2 separate regions of the Macaca mulatta genome follow, and region 2 is linked to region 1. The links are chromatin contacts, called in public Hi-C maps. All regions are on one chromosome and are shown on one strand. The core of a region is the stretch at or near the end of the contact, and the rest is flanking DNA. Distances in the headings are between cores, read along the strand shown. Region 1 overlaps DOCK4 (dedicator of cytokinesis 4). Region 2 has its middle 40 kb from the start of IFRD1.

Region 1 (4,062 bases), core at 946-3,445:
CAGAGAGCCACTTGGCCCAAGGTTGCTACCTTCTCAGTGGTGCACTTCCCAGACTGAGGAAGCAATAGAAAGCCTGGCCATTTGGGCCCAACACAGGACAACTCAAACAGACCATTAAAGGTCCAGAGGTTGAGGTAGGAGGATCATCTGACACCAGGAATTCAAGACTAGCCTGGGCAACATAGCAAGACCCCATCTCTACAAAAACCTAAAAACTAGCTGGGTGTGGTGGTGCATGTCTGTAGGCCCAGCTACTTGGGAGGCTGAGGTGGGAGGATCATCTTAGCCTAGGAGTTCGAGGTTGCAGCGAGCTATGATCACACCACTGCATTCCTTCCTGGGAAGCAGAGAGAGACTCTGTCTCTAAAAAGATTAAAATACAAATAAATGTTTAAAAACGTTCCAGAGGTCCCTTGGGTTTGGCAGCAGCTGACAGGACTGCTGTGCAGCCCAGCTTCTTTTCTTGTCAAGTCCGGCTTCTGTCCCTCCCCCTGACAGGCATCAGTCAATCCCAAGGTACACCCTTATAAACATTATGATCTCCATGCTGGAGTCTGCTTCCCAGCACACTTGCAACTTGCAACAATCTGTGAACAAAAGGGAAGTCACCTAACGCTAGTGTTTAAAATGGAGAAGACGGGGGCCCCTATGTTTAGATTCACCTCCTACGTTCCTTCCATGTCCTCATCACAGATGTGGCCTCTCCCTTTATGCCTCAGACACACTTCACTCCAACTGTGCCTTTCAAAGGCATCCTTGATATTTGTTATGCAAATGTGCAGGCAGTGGGCAGCATCCAGAGCCCTGTCCCTTAGGGAAGGTGCTGGATGCCCCAGCCCGCCAGGGTCAGTCCTGTTTGACCTGAGCTTTCAACCTAAAATCTTCACAAGCTGCAAAGATTAAAAACAGCAACAATAACAACAAAACCTTGTAGTGATGTAGGATTCATTTTCCTCCCAGTCTGTGAAATTTGTCCTTTTGACCATGTTAGCATGGGGGTCATTTTTTAAATACAAAAGACAGCTGCTGCTCAAATCAAAGGAATCACACGCTATTGATGGTTGAACAAAGAAAGGTTGAATGTTTACCTTCATCTCTTCGGATCCTCACAGCAGGAAAGTTTTTTAAGTAGGACCTGCTGTCTTGTTGAATTATAAGTGAAAATGAATAATTTTTTTTTGGTTTTTTGTTTTGTTTTTTGTTTTTGAGACAGAGTCTAGCTCTGTCACCTAGGCTGGAGTGCAGTGGCGTGATCTTGGCTCACTACAACCTCCACCTCCCGGATTCAAGCAATTCTCCTACCTCAACCAACCGAGTAGTTGGGACTACAGGCACGTGCCACCACACCTGGCTAATTTTTGTATTTTTAGTAGAGACAGGGTTTCACTGTGTCAGCCAGGCTGGTCTTGAACTCCTGACCTTGTGATCAGCCCGTCTTGGCCTCCCAAAGTGCTGGGATTACAGGGGTGAGCCACGCGCCTGGCCAGGAATAATCTTTTTAAACAAAAACAAGAAGCATAGAAACTGTCATAGAATTCCTTTTCATTTTTCCCATCCTCCCTGGCAGATTCTGAAAGTCTGTGGGAGGGATGGATGAGCACAGAGGAACCCAATGGGAGAGAGAAGGAAAATGTGGGGGAGAGGATGCCATGCAAAGAAGAGATCCTTAGGGGAGAATTGCCGGCCCTCTTAACAGGGAGCAGTGCCCACCCCTATTCCTTCTCCACCCTGGGAAGAGAAGGAAGTGTCCAAAAGACACGTAACTGTTACGAAGCATTGTAATTATAGATCTAAAATACGTGGGAAAGAAGCCTGGGGGAGTAGGAAAATTAATCTGAAATCAGAACCAAGTTCTAATCCCCATTTGTCTTTTATCCATGAAGGATTTTTCAGATCCTCAGTTTTTCTTCACCTGTAAAGTGACAACTGTTCCTACCTTGTCAGAGGCAGAGGATTAGCAGTAATGTAAGCCAAATGCATAGTAAAGTGTTTGGCCCATAGCAGGCACTTAGTGAGAGGTAGTCATTGATGTGAGGTTTTTTCCTTATATTGTTAATTAAGGCACAGATTCTGGAATTTGGTTTGGCCGTGCATGAGAAGTTTGTACCTCAAGATATGAGACCCCTTCACAAAAAGCTGGTCGACCAATTCTTCGTGATGAAGTCGAGCTTAGGGATACAGGTATGTACACTTAGGTGTCCATGGCGGGGCAGCCTGACCACTGCCGTTTGCTTGTTAAAGGGATGATGACATATCCAATAGTGACATCTTTTGGTTTTTCTACCAAACTGCACTGTTTTACCAGGGAGCCCTCAAATACAATTGCCTTGTCTGCTATTTGCGAGGCTTTCCTTTTGGGAAAACACAAATATAAGCGAGGAAAAGCCAAATAATTCTGGAACTTGCTTTAATAGCTCCCTATGTAAAGATTTGATGACAATTAGGATGTGTGTCTAGTATGCTAACCTATCTCATCAGTAATTTTGCCCATATCATTACTGTAATGAGATATTTCCTTCACTACATCTTTAGGAGTTCTCTGCTTGTATGCAAGCCAGTCCTGTCCATTTTCCTAATGGAAGCCCTCGTGTGTGTAGAAACTCAGCACCTGCCTCTGTGAGCCCAGATGGTACCAGGGTAATTCCTAGACGCAGGTAAGTCATATTCCAAATTATCTTACAATTTGGCCTCACCCACAAGATGATCTGGAGTGGTTCTCTCATTCTTTATGGCACAATTTGTCAAATATGCTATTTCTTAATGAAATAACTAACCCACGAGGCAGCTGCAGACATCTGCCACTGGTGAAACAGCAACAGCGTGAGAAATAAATAAACTCAAACATTTGATTATATTGAGGCAAACAGGAGAAAACAAAATGGGATATATTCCCCCCCCCCTTTGGTTTCATAGCATTCTAGCACATGGTAAAGTACAATTTGGAGACTGAGTTAATGTCCTTTTTTTTCCCCCGAAACAGCCCATTAAGTTACCCAGCTGTCAACCGATATTCTTCCTCCTCACTGTCCTCACAAGCTTCTGCTGAAGTAAGCAATATTACAGGGCAATCAGAAAGCTCTGATGAAGTCTTTAACATGCAGGTACTTAATTAGCTTTTTGTCTGGTTGTGTTTATTCCTTTTCTGTCTCAGTCATGAGTGTTTCTGTTCATTCTGCTGCGCTGATGAACAGGCCAACAAGCAAGAACTTGGCTTAAGGACAAACCTTTAAACACTCTTCTTGCTTTATGGGTCTCTAGAGTCTACAAAGACGTTTCTCTTAAAACTGCCCCATCGCTCTAAGACGACATCAGCAAGCGATGGAAAAGCCCAGGCACGCTGCACAGGGTTCAGCTCTGAGACCTGCCCCAAGTTCCTTCTGCAGTCCGGGACTCTCAGAGTGTGTCGCCACTCACTAGCTGCCTCTTAGCTTGCCTTTTTATTTATTTATTTATTTTTTTTACGGGTCTGACTCTGTCGCCCAGGCTGGAGTGCAGTGGTGCGATCTTGGCTCGCTGCAACCTCTGCCTCCTGGGCTCAGGCAGTTCTCCTGCCTCAGCCTCATGAGTAGCTGGGATTACAGGTGTGCACCACCACGCCCGGCTAATTTTTGTATTTTTAGTAGAGACGGGATTTCACCATGTTGGCCAGGATGGTCTCAAACTCCTGACCTTGAGTGATCCACCCACCTTGGCTTCCCAAAGTGCTGGGATTACAGGCGTGAGCTACTGCACCCAGCCCCTCTTAGCATTCCAAAATGGCTTTTTGTTCTTTAAGACGACATGATTTGTCTAGGTGCAGTGACTCATGCCTATAATCCCAACACTTTGGGAGGCCGAGGTGGGCGAACTTGAGATCACTTAAGATCCGGATTTTGAGACCATCCTGGCCAACATGGTGAAATCCCATCTCTACTAAAAATACAAAATTAGCCGGGCATGGTGGCACACGCCTGTAATCCCAGCTACTCGGGAGACTGAGGCAGGAGAATTGCTTGAACCCAGGAGGAGGAGGTTGCAGTGAGCCAAGAGCACATCACTGCACTCCAGCCTGGGCAACAAAGT
Region 2 (4,062 bases), core at 596-3,095, 660 kb before region 1:
GGCTGAGGCAGGAGAATGGCGTAAACCTGGGAGGCGGAGCTTGCAGTGAGCTGAGATCCGGCCACTGCACTCCAACCTGGGCGACAGAGCGAGACTCCGTCTCAAAAAAAAAAAAAAAAAAAAAAAAGAAACAGCTGTTGGTGAAGTAGATCATCAATGCTATTTTTGTCTCATTGAATTGAAGTCAACTAACCTGAGATAGCTGGCATTCTTTGCACACCAGGTTTCATAGATTTCTCCAGTGCTTTTTCTGATCTTTTATGAGATAGGAATTCATGGGCTGGTAATTGATTCATTACCAACTCACTGCTGTGATTACAGGAGGGAAGAGCCTAATGATTTTCAGTGAACAAGATCCAGAGAATAAGACTCAATGTGAAATAGTTGAGTTGGGGGAAGCCATAAATTATAATCCAGGACACATGATTTTCAACACTAAAATTAGGGAATCAAGCAAGCACATTGCTAAGACCCTTTCTTCAGTACTTTTCTATAGTCTAGGAATCTTTGGAACTGAGAGAAAATTAGCATTTAAGAGTAATTTATAATGACTTTAGTAGAGAATGGAGGTAATAAGGCCAAGGTCAAGGACATGAGTCTCGTTTAGACCAAATTTTGTTAAAATCAGACATCCATCACAGTCCCATCTAACCAGCCATGGCATACTCTTGATCACATGAAATCTGAGAAAAAAAGTAAGACCATATCAGCAAAACTCCCAAATGGAGGGGAAAAAGCCAATTCTAATGTATGTACCAATGATAATATCTAAAAACCATACTGTCAGTATATATCTAAATAAATTGAATAAATTGATGTCTTTTTAACATTTAAATGTTTTCTCTCCTATTTTGCACATTTCCCTGCTTTGATGAAGTCCTAGAAGATTAAAGTGCACATTAATGCCACATCCCAAAAGAACCTCTGGCATTCAGGCTTTCAAGTGCTGCCAGTCTACCAGTCTAGTCACACAGAACCATTGTTTGTGTCATTTTGTGTTCTAATGAAGAGCAAACACTGGCTTGTAAAGCTCTTTTTCCTTATGGGAAACCAGAGAAGTCAATGGGGGAAACACACCATTGTGCTTTCCTTTTTATATCCATGCCATTGCAATACACACCCAAACTCCAAGTTAGGGCATTTGTCTATGATTGCCTGGATTTTTCTACTTGAACAAATCCAAGTTGGTTTTTGAATGTGTGAGCAACACCAACTTGCTTTTCCTGTTGTTTTCCTTTTTCTCGCTTCACTTCTTCTTCACTTCACTTAAACACCTTTGTCTTAGTCAATTGGGGCTACTATAACAATATGCCATAGACTGGGTGACTTAAACAACAAACATTTATTTCTCACAGTTCTGGAAGCTGAGAAGTCCAAGATCAAGGTGCCAGCTGCTTGGGTTCTGGTGAGGGCCCTCTTTTGGCCTTACAGATGGCCGCCTTCTTGCGGCATCCTCATAGTGAAGAGAGAAAGAAGGCCCTGGTCTCTTCTTCCTCTTATAAAGGCACTAATCCCATTCATGAGGCTTCACCCTCATTACTTCCCAAGGGCCCCACCCACTAATACCATCACATTGGGGGTTAGGGCTTCAAGATATGAATTTTGCAGGAGACATAAACTTTCAGTCTACAGCACCCACCAGAGGAGTTTTAACATAATTTAATTTCTACTTTTCCCCTCTATTGCTTCATTTATTGTATATGTATTTTCCTTCTGTTGAAAGAAGAATCTATGTTGAGTAGGCTGCCAGATTATTCCGGAGAATTGATTGAAGATATTTCCTCGGGAAGATTTTCTTGGCAGACAGACAAAATGCATCCTGTATGTTTCTGCAGCAGCCCATAGAGTGCAGCACCGCACTACTCGGTCCCTCCCAGGACGAAACTCTATGAGTTGTCAAATTAATTTCTTCTTTCTAAAGTGCATAACACAGTTCATTCTGGGCTTCTATCTGTTCAAGAATTTAGAACCAGAACTTTAGACAAAGGAATTTTAATTGCATGCTGATAAAATGTCAAAACTATTGCATAAAGTAACTGTGCTTTTTTTTTTTTTTTTGTACAATGCCTCAAGGATTATGAGAGAGATTTGCCCCTGTGAGTGAAATCCATTTTGTAACTCATCAGAAAATCTTTAACCTATGAGCTAATTCTTATAATCTCCTCTACAAGCCATTAGACTGTGTCTTTCCACCTTCTGGATCGCACAGTTATACAATAAGCTAAAATGAGTGGTCTGCAAATTTGGTTAACCCATTGCTAACTTTAAGTGGTGATTTTTACCTCCCTGTGAAAATCTGAATGATGAATAAGAACTGTTGCTTGTTTGGAGAAGTTGCTTATTTCACAGGACACAGCTGTTATGCCTCATGTTAAACTGTGAAGAGCTGCATCAGAAGGTCACCTTCCAGATCCATCCTTCCCACTTTAAAAAGAAAATACCCAGAGAAGACAACAAGGATGTGGCTTGACTTTCAAGGCCATCCAGTGAGATAAAAGAGCTTCTCCAGGTGATGGTAGGAGTTTTCAATCAATGCATACGTATTACCATTGGTACCCAGAATAGTTGGGGGGTGGGGGGACAACGCTGCTGGGTTTACAGAACAATTGCTAAGGCACCAGCAGGATACCAAGAAATACACAATCATCTTCCCAAAGACAAGTTTTTACTTCTATCACAGACACAATCTCTGAGGCAGCGATTACTGAGAAGTAAAATACAAAAACACTAAGGCATTTTTCACTATCTTTAGTATTTAAGAAAAAGGGTCCCCAAATATTTCCATTTGAGATGATAAAGTGCTCTTCAGTCACTTAGCTTACTCTTCAGTTCAGATGACTCATCATTTTGATTTCAAACAGAGTTCATATATGTCTGTTTTTAAAAACTAGTTCAAAAAGTCTAAAGTTAAAAAACTAAACCAAATACTCATTATTCTCATGTCAAATTACAGGACTCTTGGTGACTGGCTTTTTTTTCACATGTAGCCTGGAGCCCTTGAAAACCTCTAACTGCCCTGTTAGGTTCTCCAGGATACACAGAAGTTGCCTCATTATTTTAGTTAATAGTGATTGCAAATAAGCCCCCCAAGTCATTTAACTATGTGCTTATTACTGCGTTGAAAGAACTCCAAGTTAGGTCCTCATGTAGGTAAAGGAGCTCCCTTCACATACGTGTGTTCCTAAACTTGTCAAAGATTATAGCAAAGCAATTTAAAGCTAAGGTAAGGGTAACTCTCAATACAAGATTAATTTGAAAATGCTTAAACAAGCTTTTTTATTGATGTCTAGCATACATACAGAAAAGTATAAAAATATTAAGAGTATAGTTCAATGAAGAAACACTATAAAGGAAATGGATCAAAGAAGACTTTACTGAAGGAGCTGTCAGCCTACAATGAAATGTTTTAGGGGGAAAAGGAGGCTGGTGAAGGGACTGCCATGAGACCAAAGTAAGAAACTTGTCACATGTCCCCAGAGTTTGAAGAACACAGAGATTGTTACCTAATTCTCACCCAAAAGGGTATGAACCGAGGGACTGTATGGAGCTGCCAGAGGAAGAACTGAGAACTGTGGCTGAGCCAGCAGCATTCCTTCCAATGGTGGAAAGGGTGTTTGCTTTCCATGGACCAAACTGACATCACAGAGGGCCATCAGACCAGAACCATCTTCAGAGGACCCTGCTCAAGAGGACCCTGCTCAAGAGGATGAGTGAGACCCCAGGTGAGGACTGTGGAATAGGACTGGAGGGAAAGTCATAAGAAATCAGATACAAGGACAGTACCTGGGTCAGAAAATAGTGTAATGAGAAGATCCTTGCCGGGTGGTGGCAGGGGGAGGGCTATCCTCAGAAATGCCCCAGGAGAGAAAAGAAAGCCTGGCATTTGGACATCCCTATAACAAGTGCATTTCTTTTTTGTTTGTTTGTTTTTAGAGACAGGGTCTTGCTCAGTCACCCAGACTGGAGTGCAGTGGCACAATCATGGCTCACTGTAACCTCAAACTCCTGGGCTCAAGTGATGTCCCACCTCAGCCTCCAGAGTAGCTAGGTCTACAGGCATAC

The links. Hi-C and Micro-C count contacts between places; a contact is called where the count stands out from the background.
Region 2: a contact with region 1 is called in a Hi-C map of fetal cortical plate, with 2.0 times the contacts expected there. The contact joins two enhancer-like sites. A contact is called at or near these places in 2 of 14 Hi-C or Micro-C datasets (blood and fetal cortical plate).

The regions. Positions count from the first base shown.
Region 1 is chr3:151,354,919-151,358,980 of T2T-MMU8v2.0, reverse strand. DOCK4 (dedicator of cytokinesis 4) reads left to right here. Exons shown (of 51, transcript XM_077997203.1): 44 at 2,062-2,181; 45 at 2,533-2,654; 46 at 2,981-3,047. Among named protein-coding and RNA genes, the nearest start is that of IMMP2L, 180 kb to the right of the region's middle. Within about 2 kb of position 2,195, at least 4 of the 40 cell types and tissues checked have an H3K27ac peak or open chromatin away from gene starts, as enhancers often do. A contact at or near this core is called in fetal cortical plate, where this site is marked.
Region 2 is chr3:152,018,559-152,022,620 of T2T-MMU8v2.0, reverse strand. No RefSeq gene overlaps it. Among named protein-coding and RNA genes, the nearest start is that of IFRD1, 40 kb to the left of the region's middle. Within about 2 kb of position 1,845, at least 1 of the 40 cell types and tissues checked has an H3K27ac peak or open chromatin away from gene starts, as enhancers often do. A contact at or near this core is called in fetal cortical plate, where this site is marked.